Linked DNA regions of Mus musculus: region 1 is linked to region 2. Evidence: chromatin contacts called from public promoter capture Hi-C data. All regions are on one chromosome and are shown on one strand. Each heading gives the region's core, a stretch centred on a gene start, on an enhancer-like site or on the middle of the called end of the contact. The rest is flanking DNA. Distances are from core to core; before and after follow the strand shown. Region 1 has its middle 11 kb from the start of Art3. Region 2 overlaps Sdad1 (SDA1 domain containing 1).

The links. Capture Hi-C pulls out chosen DNA fragments and counts their contacts.
Region 1: a contact with region 2 is called in a promoter capture Hi-C map of adipose tissue. The contact joins two enhancer-like sites. A contact is called at or near these places in 6 of 39 promoter capture datasets (the C10 cell line, embryonic stem cells, liver and 1 more), 2 of 15 datasets of contacts at CTCF or cohesin (the NIH/3T3 cell line and embryonic stem cells), 8 of 484 Hi-C or Micro-C datasets (2-cell embryo, CD4 T cells, LSK cells and 4 more), 36 of 115 datasets of contacts at active chromatin or transcription factors (the 230-238 cell line, CD8 T cells, the HPC-7 cell line and 21 more) and 4 of 9 other capture datasets (adipose tissue, liver, macrophages and 1 more).

Annotation. Positions count from the first base shown.
Region 1 is chr5:92,372,087-92,379,610 of GRCm38.p6, forward strand. It overlaps a transcript of Art3 not described here. Among named protein-coding and RNA genes, the nearest start is that of Art3, 11 kb to the right of the region's middle. Within about 2 kb of position 3,440, at least 116 of the 459 cell types and tissues checked have an H3K27ac peak or open chromatin away from gene starts, as enhancers often do. A contact at or near this core is called in adipose tissue, where this site is marked.
Region 2 is chr5:92,288,641-92,296,313 of GRCm38.p6, forward strand. Sdad1 (SDA1 domain containing 1) reads right to left here. Exons shown (of 22, transcript NM_172713.2): 12 at 7,371-7,428; 13 at 5,323-5,381; 14 at 4,013-4,089; 15 at 3,246-3,343; 16 at 3,067-3,143; 17 at 2,373-2,499; 18 at 1,618-1,712; 19 at 1,281-1,471; 20 at 1,100-1,184. Among named protein-coding and RNA genes, the nearest start is that of Naaa, 14 kb to the left of the region's middle. Within about 2 kb of position 4,146, at least 17 of the 459 cell types and tissues checked have an H3K27ac peak or open chromatin away from gene starts, as enhancers often do. A contact at or near this core is called in adipose tissue, where this site is marked.

The DNA of each region.
Region 1 (7,524 bases), core at 2,190-4,689, 83 kb after region 2:
TGGGTTTTTTTTTTTTTGAGTCTTATTTCTTTTCAAATAAAGTAAATAAGAGTTCTGTCATTTCCCTGCTTCCTGTTCTGCCCGAGACCCACACATTGTTTTCTTCCTGTGGTCCCAGCTTCCTAGCTTTTGGTTTTAATGCCTAGAGAAGTGAGTAGTGGAGGTGTGACCAGAGAATGATCTCCTTCCAGGTTTGTTGCCCACCTCTGACCTTACATCTGTACCTGTTGGTGACTGGGTAGCAAGGCAGATGGATGGATGGATGGATGAATGGATGGGTGTATGGGGACCCAGATCATGGCTGTGGCTTGTTTGCTGACTGCAGTATGCCGTAGAGTGCACACTGTGTCTCCAGTTCCACAGTATTTCAGTAAGAAAGAACATATCTTCTTTTTAAAGAAGAAAGCAAGGATTCAAACATGTGCACAATGCTATCTTAGCCACTTAAAACAACTTATAAGAAGCAGGGTCGGTAGCAGAGGTGAACAGCACAGGAGAATTCCTTCCTTTTCTGTTGCAATAGGAAGGAAGGGAGACCTCAAAGGCCTGACCATAACTCAAATGCCGAGGCCTCCCTGACAAAGGAAGATTAGAGCAGGAGGCTGAGTGTATTCTCATCGGTCATGTTTACCTTCTGTGTCCCCACCTTGACCAGCAGTAGCAACTCTCAGATCAGCCAGTGCATGTCCCACAGACAAAGGAAAAGGTGACAGACCTGGTTTTGACACTTGGCTGAGATGGACAGGAGCTGATGTCAGTCAGCCAGAGCTGATGTCTAATGCAGCAGGAATCTGCATCAGATGGAGGCCAGGCAATCTTCCATAGCCAGTGGAGAAGAAGCAGACAAGGAAACAAAACCAAACTTAACCAGGTCTGAAGGTACCAACCCCTAGGGGGTAGAGGCAGGGGAATCTCTCTGAGCTAAAGGCCAGCCAGGTGGTATACACAGTGAGACCCCGTCTCAAACAAACAAACAAACCAATGACCAAACAGAAGCAAAACCCCAAAGCTTGTCCAGCACTGGGTCAACGTTTAAAACTGAAGAACGTTTAAAATTGAAGAAAAAAAAAAGATATTATGTGAATGGGGTAGAGTGACCCTGGGGTAGTCTGAGACACCAAGCTGATCTAGCTGGAGTGTGACATGGGATCACTTTACTCAGAGAACTAGTTAAATAGAAAGTTGGCAAAATGCATATATTAGCACTTGGAGACTTGCTAACCAGCACAGTTTTAGGAATCAGTCACTGCCGATTCACTCATAGATTCAGACGTATTCATCTTGATCTTTCTGTTTTCTTGTGGCAAAAACACCCTCATTATTTAAGAGGTGCGAAAAGTAAAAGGGATTTCTCGTCTATTTATGCACGGAGCGTGGGATCCCAGGCTGCTGCAGAAGCAGACCATCGTTACATTTCTGTACTTATGGCTTTTCCTCTATGTGTTGAGTTACATTTTTAAACAGAAGCAACTGGTGGTTTAGCTTTTTGTTGTTGTTGTTGTTGTTGTTGTTGTTGTTTTTTTTGTTTTTGTGTGTTTTTAGTTTGTGGAGAGGGTGGGTATCGGAGCACACACTTGCTGAAGAACTTCCAAAGGTCCTGGCTCTTTTAGTTTGAGCCTTCCTCCCCTCCCTTCCTCCCTCCTCTCTTTTTCTTATCATAGTCCAGACTGTGCCTCAAACTCATAATCCTCCTGCCTCGGCCTCCATGGCTAGCTTATGTTATTGTTTGTTTCATTTGATTTGTTTTGCTTTTGAGACAGGGCCTCACTCTGTAGCCCTGGCTGTCCTGGAAATCTCTATGTAGACCAGGCTGGCCTTGAACTCGGAGACTTGCGGGATGTTGAGATTAACATGCAGCCTCTCCCCGGGCCTGAGGTTTTGTTTGTTTTTTTTAACACCTATATAATTTTTTAAGATGCTTTTTTGGCCTTAACATTAAAAGTATCAGCTGAGCCCTTCTTGCTTTTCTAAGTACAAACCTGTAAATGGCTTTTTGCCTGTCTGTTCTCAATTTGTTTTCCCATGTGTAGATATCTCAAAAGACAAAGATGTGCTGTCCCCTGTCTGCCCCTGAGCTGTCTAACTGAATGTCCAGGCCATTCCAGATTGTATGGGCAGCTTAGTCAAAGAACTAAGTGACTTGAACGATCTAGAAGAGGAAATAGCAGTGTTGAGTAGCATTAAGGGTGGAAACTGTGTAAGACTTGGCTCTCAATCAAGCGTGCATATGTTTGACAAAGAAACGAGAGCTACAGAGTAAGTTATCTACAGGATGGACACTAGATCTGTCACACTAGCACAAATGGGCCGAGGGGATGGGGGGCCAGTGAGGTGCAAGACATCCGGGAGTCAGTCAGGAGTCGGTCCTTCAGGAATCAGGACACCTTTAGATGCTAAAATGGTGACAGTTCACTTTGTGGGGTCCTTTAAATCAGGAACATTGTCTGTTGTCATACTTCCCCTTCATTTGCCCTGTGTGAAAAAAAAATGGGAAAGGGAGGGAGGGAGGGAGGGAGGGAGGGAAGGAGGGAGGGAGGGAGAGAGGGAGGGATGGGGAGAGAGAGAGAGAGAGAGGGAGAGAGAGAGAGAGAGGGGAGAGAAAGAGAGAGAGAAAGAGAGAGGACAGTTATTGGTCCTAAGCCATGTAAGAATGCTCCCAGACCAAGGCCGGTCACCACACCATCTGCCACCCTCACACAGGGATTGTCCCTGCCTGCTAGATTTGCTTCCTCTCTTCTAATAGTTGATGTTTCCTGTTTCAGAAGGGAACACATTTACAGTTCTAAATCAGCAGTAAGTTATCTTTAGTTTTCTTTTAAGTCTGGCTGATGTTCCCACAACAGTTACTTCATGGGGGTTTCCAGCTTTGGGAACAGAGGCAGTACTTGCACGTTTGGTTACTGCATCTTCCATGCCGCAGGGAGGAGCTCTAGCCTCTCCGCCAGGCTATGCGATGGTTCACTTATTTAATAGTGCTTTAAAGAAGACAGTGTGCTGGCTGTAAGTGAAAGCTTTCTTTGCCGGGTCAGCTCTTATCTAGGAGGGCACTTAGGATAAATTATGTCCTGTCTCCGGTTGGTTTTGTCCTTGGTCCTTGTTTTTTGGACATCTTACAGCTGAAAACAAATTGCCATCGCTTGTTTTCTATCCCATTTAGTATTCTATGGCGAAAGAAACTTTTTTTTCAGATAAAGATGGTTAAAGTGAAGCCGGGTACGGTGGTTCACACCTTCAGTCCTAGCACTCTGGCACAGATAAGTGGATATGTGAATTCGAGGCCAGCCTGGTCTACAGAGCAAGTTCCAGGACAGCCAGGGCTACACAGAGAAACGATGTCTTAAAAACAAACCAACAACAAAAGGCTGTATTGAAGAGAACAACAGAAGAGACCGTGTGGAGCAGAGGAGGAAGGAAGAGGCCTGCCGCAGTCCGTGGGCTTGGTTGCGCAGGCGTGTGAGGAACCCGCCCCCACATTCTTCCATTTCTTCCTTCCTTGAGACTTGACTGGTTGTAACTGTCACCTCTTCCCACGAGATGTGGACGTCTTCGTGTGCACAGTGAAGCCAGCTGTGCGTCGATCCACATTTTCCCGTGAGACCGACTGGAAGAGTCGTTCAGAGTCTCGCTCTGGACTGTGGACGTGACTTTCCACCTCTTCATGGTATGCTCATTGTAACTTCAAGCCACAGGCGATGGACGGACATGGGCTCACAGACCCGAGGGCTACCTAGAAGATGTGTCTAGGAGGAAAGCATGGATTTCCCGTGGGCTCTACCACTTCCAGACTTGGCATTCCAGAAAGGCATAATAGATACAGGTCTTACGGTCCCACCTCCTGAACTTCACTCACTGCCTGGCCTGCCCTCACCACTGAACCTTCCTGTTTTCCTCAGCCATAGCAGGCCGGCTGCTTGTTGTAGCTCAGCTTTGAATAGAACTACAGAGTGCTAGGCACGGTGATGCAGGACTGCACTCCCTGTACTCAGGAGCTCATAGCAAAACCTTCTCAAACAAACAAACAGACAGACAGACAACAAACCCCAGACAAACAGAAAAGAGGCTAGAAAGGAATCTCAGGTGGGGAGGGCTTGCCTCACATGCAGGAATCCCCGGGTTTGATCCCCAGGACTACATACACCAGGCTTTGTGGCACATGTCTGCAGTCCCACCACTGGACAGGCAGGCGGAGGGCAGAGGGCAGAGGGCAGAGGGCAGAGGGCAGAGGGAAGAGGAGAGAATCAGAAATTCAAACTCATTCTTAGCTATATGACAAATTGGAAGTCAGCCTGGGCTACAAGAGACTCTTAAAAACAAAAACAAAACAACAACAACAACAAAAAAAAACCCAAAAAACAATAACAAATTAGCTACCTGGATATTTAGAAACTTTCTGAGTCAGGTGCGGTGGCTGACACCTATAATCCCAGCACTTCTGTTTATCTGGAGGCTGCCCCAAGAGGCCAACTTGGTCTACATAGCAAAATTCACCTCAGCCTATACTACAGGGACCCTATCTGAACAAACCAAACGGAAAAAGTCTTTCTTGTAGCCACATTTGGAGGAGGAGGAGGAAGGGGGGGAGGAAAAAACAAGTGAAATTAATATTACTAATTTTCTTATTTAAACCATTGCATTTAAAGGGCACACTTACGTTCTTACTGTGATTGAAATCCTTCAAGATTTTATACTGACAGCCCTCGGCATTTGCATACTAAATTTTCATCACAGATAATTGATCTATATTTAGACTTCATGAAAGGTCAAGTTCAAAAACAGATGCAAATCCGTCCGTTGTTCCAAGCACTGAAAGCTTCCCAGCAAACCAATTACAGCTTTAAAAGTTAGATAAAACGAACCGTCCTGAAACCGGTCCGTCTCAGTCACCAGGTCACTTTCAGAGTGCTCGCAGCAGGGCTGTGGTGCCTGGAGCTGGAGAGGCGGTTACAGCTCTCCTCTGTCTGGAGGTGAGTTTTCCTCCATGAAACCCCACCAGCTGCCTCTCTCCTGTCTTTTTTTGTTTAGATTGCAGCCTTTGGGAAACTCCACTTGACCCGCTCTATTTAATACACAAATTCCTCAAGTCCCCACACTGCATACTTCTAATCCTGCTCATTCCAAGGGGCTTTTTATCTCCCCATAACTTACTGTCTGATTGACTGCCTCTCCCAGCCCGCACTACTTGTGAGCTATGAGCTTCCTGGAGCAGTATCTGTTTCGTTTACTGATCTCTCAGCATCTGTGGCTCAGGAATTCGGGATTTCGCTTAGTGGTGGAGTGCTTGCTGGCTTTGGGTATATTCTCCAACACTGAAACACTGTGGATCAGAGTTACTGGGTTAGTCATTATAAAGGCTTATTGTGTTGTTAATAAGCATATGCTGCATTCAGTAAGACCCAGAAAGATCTAAGAAGGTGGCTGACTAGATTTCTCTTAAATGCAGCTTGAATGTATTCTTTGTAGTTGCTGCTATTTAAGCCGCAAGCCATGGCCAGAGGGATGAGGAGTGGGGAAGAATTCTGATTTAGTTAGGAAGTCAAGACTCGCAACTCAGAGGAAGGGTGTAAAAAGGCCAAATTCTGTTTCAGAAACTAGAAACTGGACTTAAAACTTGTGCCACATGCATGCTGCTGAGTGGGGATATGTCTTTAATCCCAACACTTAGGAGGCAGAGGCAGGCAGATCTGAGTTTGAGGCCAGCCTGGTCTACAAAGTGAGGGGATCTCTGAGTTCAAGGTCAGCCTGGGCTACAGAGTGGGTTCTAGGACAGCCAAAGCTACACTGAGAAACCCTATCTTGGAAAACACTAATGTATATATATATATACACACACACACACATAGAGAGAGAATGAAAATTATTTTGAAACTAGAATTATATAGAAAGCTTTTAAAATTGTGTGTGTGTGTGTGTGTGTGTGTGTGTGTGTGTGTGCGCGCATTAGCACCATGGCTCTCTGTGGAGGTCAGAGGACACCTTGCAGGAATTGCCTCCCTCATGTGGGTCCTGGAAATTAAACTCAAGTTATCAGGCTTAGCAGCTAGCACTTTAACCACTCAGTCGTTTTTTGCCAGTTCACATTGTATATAAAATTTTAACTGCATTCACACTTCAGTACATTAACACAGCACCCATGTCTTAGGTATAATAAAGTAGAGCCTTATAGCATACACTGCAGGTCGTAGGGGTGGTAGTCTGTGTTGTTTTAAGGCTAAATTGCTAGTGGTTTAGACAGGAGGGAAAAGGTAGAAAATACCAGAACAAGGACGTTCACCAGAGAGAGAAAGAGGGATTAGCATGTCCAGAGTGGTGCTACCAAGAATAATTAGACTCTAGACCAGAGAGGAGCGCCTGCCTCCCTTCTGGATGGGACAAGAGAGAGCAATGTTGGAGCAGTGAGAAGGCCAGTAAGCCTCCGGGATTCCTTCAGAGCCTGGCAGTTTCTGTTTTAATTTTATTGCTTTTTCTTTTGCCTGATTTTGGAGAAAGCTAAACAATTCTCAAGGTCTCTTAGGAAAAAAAAATAAACGCTGCATCTAACACGGGAAATCAGCAGAAGCCGAGGAAGGACAAAGGTTCTCTCCAGCTTTTTTCCTTTGATTGAAAATGGATTTTTAAAATACAACATATTCTGGTTTCCCCTCCAGGTACCTCCCAGTTCCTCCCCAACCCCCGTCCCATCCGGATCCACACCCTTTTTGTCTCTCCTTAGAAAAAACGGGCATCCAAGGAATAATAATAAAATAAGATAAACCAAAACCGAATGAATTGGAATGTAACAAAAGTACCAAACAAGAAAAAAGAATCGAAGAAAAAGCGCAAGAAGTGCGCAGGCGCAGAGACGCACGGGCTCCCGCACTCGGGAATCCGAAACCAGAGGCCCTTCCCTACCTAACCTCTGCGGTTATATAGCCTGCTTGTCAGTGACTTAACTGCTGGCATTCCTAATCTAAGTGAATATGTGCTGTAGCTGTCTTTCTGGGTCTGAGTTACATCACTCACAGATTTTTCCTAGTTCCACTCATTTACCTGAGAATTTCACCTTTTAGTGGCTGAGTAATACTGTTAATTGTATAAATGTACCATGTTTTCTTTATCCATTCATCCACTAATGGACATCGAGGTGGTTTTCAGTTTCCATAGCTGTGTGGACTTATCTCTGTGTCTTCAATTCTATTCCATTGATCAACATATCTTTTTTTGGTCCAGTGAAATAAATAAATTTTAAAACATGCTGTTTTCATGACTATGGCTCTGTAGTACAACTCGAGATAGGAAATGGCGATACATCCAGCCATTCTTTTATCATTCAGGATTGTTTAGCACTTCTGGTTTTGTTTGGTGTGTGTGTGTGTGTGTGTGTGTGTGTGTGTGTGCTTTCATATGAAGCTGAAAATTGTCTTCTCAAGTATAAGAATTGTATTGGAATTTTGAAGGCGATTACATTTAATCCATAGATTGCTTTTTGGTAGGAGGGTCGTTTTCACTATTAATTGGTATTAATTTGGTATTAATCCTACCAATTCG
Region 2 (7,673 bases), core at 2,896-5,395:
AAAATCAGTGATCAGTATTTCTTCATGGATAACACAGCTCAGGCATTCTCTAATGGCCCCGTTGGATGCCAAGGACGAGATGGGGACAGAACACAGCTCTTGCTCCCTAGACTCAATCCAACAGAAACAAGCTTTGAGCTTAGTGGAAGGAAATGGACTGATTCAGCCTGATTCCCAGAAAGCAAAGCTGTTTTTGGCGTGGTAGGAAAAGGAGGAAGGAAAGACATCAGTGTGTGGAGCGTGTAGAGGAGAGAGCGCGGGCTCTGAACTATCTAACGGGTCTCCCTTCAGACAGAAGCAAGGTGAGGCAGAGCTTGTGTTTGATGACTCCCCAGGGCAGTTAAGGCACAGGAGCAGCTGACAATAGTCGCTGTACAAACATGAGCAGCGACAGCACGAGCCAGAGGCTGACGCTGACTGTGAACGTAAGCTTCTACTGCTTTAAAAAATGCGCTAAGCCTTCTGATACCATCAACTACAGTGTAACGCTGCATTTTTATCCTCTACATTTTGTTTCTGAGTGGTAGTCACAAGGCTATATAGAGTGGTCAAAAGTCTAATGTAGTGGTATATATTTTTAATCCCAACACTCGGGAGTCAGATACAAGCTGGTCTTTAAATTCAATGGTCTATATGGAAAGTTCCAGGACAGCCATAGACACATAGGGAGAGCCTGTCTCAAAACAACAACAAAATACAGCAAAACACAAAACAGAGCCACTAGGGCTCGGCTGTGGCTCAGCAGGGAGAATGCTGAGGCCAGGTTCCCTCCCAGGCACCACATAAACCAAGCGCGGCAGCACCTGTCTGCACCCACCTTCAAAGTCGAGGCAGGAGCATCAGGCAGCCAAGGGCTTCCTTACTTAAAGCTTTAGACCAGCCTGGGTTATGGGTTATATAAGATTCCACCCATCTCAAAGCAAAACAAAAAACTTAGCCAACTCAACACCTAATGATGGCGCATCTTATTCTATGTTTATATACGTCTCTTTCATGGATGAAGAGAGACGGGGAGTTTATGGCTACATCACTGGGGCATTTTTATTCATTTTATTTGCTCTCTGTTTGCAAATGGTAGACTGATGTATGCCCCACTCACCATTGCAGTTGCTAGTCTCGTTTCCTTGTCAGACTTGGGCTTTTTATGAAGGCGTTCAATGTCCCGAAGAGACAGCAATTCACCCCTGTGGTGAGGGAAAATTAAATACAGGATGGGGTGGGATTTGTCTGCCTGCTGCTGTCACTGGCACACGGCTGACTGCAGGCTGGGCCAGCCTCACCTGGACTCCTCGTCACTGTCAATTTCTAAGTATTTCCTTTTCTGGGCTTTCCCCGGAGCAGCATCCATTTCCTTCTTCATCTGGGCCATGCGGATTTTCTGGAAGTCATCCTGCGTTAAAACTCGACTGGTGCTGATGGCTGCAGCCTTGGCTTTCCGCTCCTCCATGGGCATGCTGTCCAGCTTCGTGGCCTTGAAAAGCATACAGCCAAAAGGAGAATTGACTACCAGCTTAAGTGACAGACAGCTCAAGTCATTTAAATTTTAACATGGCCCAGCAAAAAATGGCATCTAGGTAACTATGAGCATGCCGCAGTCTCGAAGCCATATGGACTTACAATTGCTTGCTGCTCCTCATCAGAAGAGTGGTGCACGTCAACCCACTCACCATCCTCTTCCTCCTCCTCACTGAGGCTGGCGCTTTCCCATCCATCTGTGGGAAAGAGTCACAGCAAGATGAGGTAAGTGAGCAAGGTAGGATGCGCCACTTACCAACAACTGGAGTTGATGTGTGCTATGCCACATCAATTTAATTTAAGGAACAGGGACTAGCACTGACTAAGAATCTACTAAAAGCCAAATTGTTACAGTGATTTACCTAATTCTTACAGCTCAAAGAGGAATGGATTCTGAGTAAGAAACATACCAGAGGCTGGGTGTAGTGGCACATAGCTTTAATTCCAGAACTCAGGGGGCAGAGACAGGAGTAACTCTGAGTTTAAGGCTAGCATGGTCTAGAGTGAGTTCAGGACATCTAGGGTTTTGCTAAACAGAGAAATTCTGTCTCAAAAAAAGGGGTGGAGGGAAGAAAGGAAAGAAGGAGGGAGGGAGAGAGGGAGGGAGGGAGGGAGGGAGGGAGGGAGGGAGGGAGGGAAGGAAGGAAGGAAGGAAGGAAGGAAGGAAGGAAGGAAGGAAGGAAGGAGCCAGAAAACACAGCCTATCCTCAGACCACAGGGAGCCTGTCTGAGTCTGTGGTCTGCCATTTTCCCTCGTAAGCAGCTCCCTAGTCCTGCCAGGCAGCTTCCCTAACATAGTAGAGACTGAGCAAGGTTCAAACCCCAGCAAAAGGCAAGGCAAAGGGCAGGCAGAGGACCTTCATCATCTTCTGTATTATCTCCCTTCTCAAGCTCTAGAACCTCTGCTCCTGGGATGTAATCTTTAGCATCTAATTCTCCATATTCTTGTATTCTTGCTTCGATGGAGGCTTCAGTGGGTTTACCCTAAAAGAGAAAATTATTTAAAAGTAAGGTGCTTAAAAAAATAAGATGCTTAGATTTTTAAAAAATTCATTATGAAAGGCACTATAGGATGTGAGCACTATTAAACATGTAGTCAAATAAGGGACGGCCTGCTTACATGTCAGAAACAACGTAACCCCAGGTACAGCAGGCTCACTTCTTCCTCACTGTCTCCTGATTGAATTTGAGAAACTGGCTTTGTAAAGAATACCAAACTGCTCTGACATTTTAGGTCTCAACAGTGCTATGTCTTTGTATTACAAACACACCTCCCTCTCTGCTGAAAGAGGCAGCACCTCACTCCAGCCTGCTGACAGTATCACACACTGTCAACTACACACAGCCCAGCAGACCTTTCGGACTGAGCTGTCCATCACAGAGCACATGCCAGCAGCAAGGGCCGAGGACCAAGGAACTCAATCAAGTGCCCCCTAAGCTTGAGGAACAGACCCACACACATCACAGCCACTCTCCAGGAAAGCTAATCTAACATGTGAACTGCAGGCATTACCCTCACTTTCTGAGACCACCATCTTTAGATTAACCTACCCGGAACTTCTTCTGCAGCATCTGAGGGTTCAATGTCCGGAAGAGATGGATCAAAGTCCTGGCAGACATCATCACATCTAGGAGACACTGCCTTTGATTAGAAATTCTCAAGCAAAGGCAGCAGTGAGGTAGGAGGGAGGGAGCCACACTGCACTCACTGCCTACAGAGAACTACTCACTCTTATCTTTGTGTGTCTTATACTGAGCCAGGTCCTGGAGAAGCTCTTCAGTCATGGCCAGAGGACATCGAGCTGTGATCTCTTTTATAGCATTGATCCTAGAAAAGGAAAATGGATGTAAAATAAGCGTACTAGGCTGGACTTTCTAGGCTTAGGCCCCCTAAGCCTGCAGTGTGGCAGAGACTGTGAGGGCAAAGGGCCCTACAGACTGACATTCCCAACAGTTGCACTTCCTCTGACAGTTGTGTAATAAGAATCAGCCACAACAAATCATGGCATTATTTGCTTCCAGTGCTAAGGAGAGAAGGCGTGAAGTCAGACTGGAAGGGAGGGTTAAAGGTCTTTAGGGCTGTTACCCCAGCAGCAGTTTGCAAGGGAGACACAGAGAAACTGCTTAGCATATCATTTACAGGTGCACAGATTAGATAAACCTTTGTGTTACCCAAAAGGGCAATTGCAGTTCTCTAGAAGTAAAGAGTGATTCATTAACAAATCTCTTGCGCCTTCAGGAGACAAATCCAAGGTGGAAGAAAAAGAAAAACTTAGGCTAATGAAATCATTCTCATAAAACTATAAAACATCTAAAACTATAAAAATGGCTGATTGGGACAAGTACTGTTATCTAGTTCCCTCTTCAGAATTCTCACCAATAAATGAAATTACAAAGCCTCCCGGGGAAACCACTTTTCTAGACACCACACGCACAGCATAACTGTCTATCTTAGTACATTATAAACACTGACTGTCCCCAAGTATGTTTTACATACCCTACGGTCATGACTTCCCCAGAGTTCTTGTCAGTAACAAAATTGTTGGCCACCGTCACAAGCAACGACTGAATAATCTGAGTTGGAAACAAAAGAGCTGAGTCAGGCGGAGGTCCCTGCTTCCCCTGCACTCAGACTGTGGTGCAGCAGCAACCTTCTGCCTTAGGGTGCGCGCTGAGAACCAAAGCTAAGGAGCTAAGGAAGACAGAAACGAGTGCGCCCCCAGCTCAGTCTTCCGGGCTATAGATATGGTAAAGTTTACCTCCTTTAACAGCGTTTTCTCTTTTACATTGTGTGTGTGTGTGAGAGAGAGAGAGAGAGAGAGAGAGAATACTTATACCCGAGCACATGCATGTGCACATGTACCAGGGCAGATGTGTAGAGGTCAAAGGACAACTTGTAGGATTCGCTTCTCATCCTCTCCAGGCTCACTGGCCTTTGCTCTCTGGGGAGACCTTCCTGCCTATCATCTCTTGATAGGAGTACCAGATTAGATGTGCACAGTTGCATTTAGTTTAAATGAGTTCTGGGTATCAAACTCATGGCGTCAGTTTTCTGTTAAGTACTTTTACCCACTGAGTCACGTGACTGGATTATAACATAATTTTCCTTTTTTAAAAATTAATGTTTTAGGTTGGCATACAAAGTAACAGGTTTCATTGTGGCATTTTTTTTTTTTTACACACTCGTCACTTTGCGACCCTTCATTTCCACAGTGCACTCTCCACTCACCTCTGCTTCTTCTCTTCCTTCTCCCAAATGGTCTCGCTCCTGCTCTCTGTCTAAAGGTTCTGTTTTGTATTCATGTGTGTGTGTGTCTGTGTGTCATGCTGGTGGGCTCAGAGGCTGGAAGCAGCAGAGCACCTGGCTGCCTAACTTGTGTTCTAGGAACCAAGCCTGGGTCTCCCGAAGAGCAGCAAAGACTCTTTCCTACTAAGGCCATCTCTGTAGCCTCCTCTTCTTACCACATTTATTCCATTACATTGTTTCCAACAATGACCAAAACAATACTGTGCTTTTGACACAAGATAATTCAATCTTCTTTGAATTTAAAAACTAATCACCATGAACTCACAAATACCCTTGGTCCTTCCGAGTCATAAAACTTGGTTATTAAACTCAGAAGCCTCAGCTAGCTCCTTTCTGTCAACTGTACAGCTAACTTCTGTGTCCATCTCCTTAGGAGTTAGGTCTCGTCTGTTCATTTAAAGAAGGGTCAGGAGAGACAATAACTCTGGGAAGAAACCATAACATGCCAACGGTGGCACCCCTCCACACACACAACCTGGAGGTCAGGGGAAGTGTCTCACCTCTGGGGGCACCAGGTGATGAGAGGCTTGTGCAGCAAACAGAAGGATCTTCGTGACTTCTAAAAGCACAAGAGATAGAAAGGGCAAATGTTGTCACTCTGCCTCCAAGGACTACTGCAACGTGGCAAGCAAATCCACATGTCATGACTGCCACTTATGTATCTACCTCAACCCCAGCCCCGACCTGTCTGCATGGTTCAACCGGTGCCACTTTCAGGCCCTTGCTCAACTGCTGCTTATCAGAAAGGCCTGCCTGACCCTACAGCCTAAACAGCACCTGCCCCATGCTTGCTCCTGTCCTTCCTCTGCTTTCCTCTTCCAAACACTCCGCCTGGATATTCTACCCAGTGACGATGTCTAGACTTCTGTCTAGAGCACAAATTCGCTGAGTTAAGGAAGGACTCTGCTTTAGGGTCACTGTGGACCTCAGCATCTCACAGATGTTCTGCTCTCCTTGGCTTCCTGTGCATTCACAGAAACTACAAAGGCCATGAGCGGTAGCTCACACCTACAATCCTAGCACTTAAGAATGGTAGCAGAAACTGACATCGGGGCCAGCTCGGGCTGCATACCAAAATCCAGTCTAAGTCCCAAACTAACCAAACAAGTCACAAACATTTGTTGAACGAACTCAATATACACATATCACACTTTCTTCCAAGAGGCAGCATAGTATATGTAAAGAACAAGGCCTTGGAACCAGACACGATGACTCAGGCTGTAACTACAGCACACAAGAGGCCAGTGTGGGAGGTTTGCTGAAGTTCAAGCCAGCCTGGGCTACAGAGACTGTTTCAAAAACAAACAAGCATCAAATTGGGTTCAGGTGCATGCCAGAGACAGGCAGAGCTCTGTGAATTCAAGGCTGGCCTGGTCTACAAAGAAGTTCCAGACTAGCCAAGCATGTATAGTGAGTGAGAGTTTCTCAAGAACAAAATACAAAAACAAAACAATAAGCCATCACCAGTCAACAAACAAGGAAAGGAGGGGCAAATGTTGATTTGTCATTTCTTTGAAGGCCATTTAACAACCTGACCCAGTGATGTAGAGAGAGCTCTTAGCACAATATCAGGCTCACGTCAGAAGCTCACCTGTTCACTTCCTTCCTGTTCTGGTTAAGTTCCAAAGGTAAAGCAGGTAACCAACTTTGCCTGCTTCTGTGTCACTGCTGACTGAGACTGCACACAAGGCCATGGAGAACATAAAGCCCTGCCACCACGCAGCTACAGTTGAAGGTGAAAACTACAGTTTCTCTCTTTTTGCGATTTATTTATTTTTATGTGTACGGATGTTTTGCCTGCACTCGTGTATCTGCACCACTTGGTTACCTGGTGCCTGCAGAGGTCAAAGGAGGGTATCAGATCTCCTAACTGGAGTTTATGGATGGCTGAGTCACCATGTGGGAGCTGAGAAGTAAATCCAGGTCCTACACAAGAGTAGTGCGTGCTCTTCACTGCAAAGCCCCCAAATTAGAATGGTCAAGAGGAGAATTTAGATTATAAAAGGACTTGCTAAAAAATTTATCTTTAATTTTTATTTTACTTAAAAAAAAAAAAAAAAGAATAGTGGTTTGTATGTGTGTGTGACTTTGTGCACATAAGCACAGTGCTCACAAAGACCAAAGGAGGGCACTGCACTCCCCAGAGCTGCCTGAAGTGGGTAATGGGAACTGAACTCATCTGATTCTCTGCAAGAGCAGTACTTGGAAAATAACCCCCGCTTGTAGCTAACGAATAGGAAAAGGAAATGTGCTGATTTAAGGAAGAAACGCAGGCCGCTCTGTCCTCCTTTGTCGTGCTTTTTGCTGGGAAGGTTAGGGTTGGGTCTGGTCTTCTGTTTGTTTGAGAAGAGCTTTGATGTACTCCAGGCTAGCCTCCAATCCAGCATGTAGTTGGGGCTGGCTTGAAGTTCTGATCCTCCTGCCTCAGCATTCCATTTTCCCTCTCTATACAGAACACATATAACTACATCTGTCCTTAATGACACAAGAACCATGGACCAGCCACCCCTTAGGTTGAGGCCAGCAAGGAGCACACACAGAAGGTTACCTCTCTGGTGGGGCTGCAGAAACCTTTGCACAAAAGGGTAGAAGTTGAAGAGGAAAAGCTGTGGAGAGAAGAGCACGGCAGCTTTAACATTTATAAACCTAAGCATGGGATTTCAGTTCCATCATGTAACCTCATTTCACGACAAATGCACCTGACTTGTTCTGTCACAGGCTAACTCAATACGCTGCAGTCACCCAGGGAAAGAATTTCCTCCCCAACACTACCCTGCTGCCTCACCACATGCGAGAGAAAGGGCAGAATGAAGTAGGCAAAGGCAAACAAAACCCACACTCTTTAACTCTG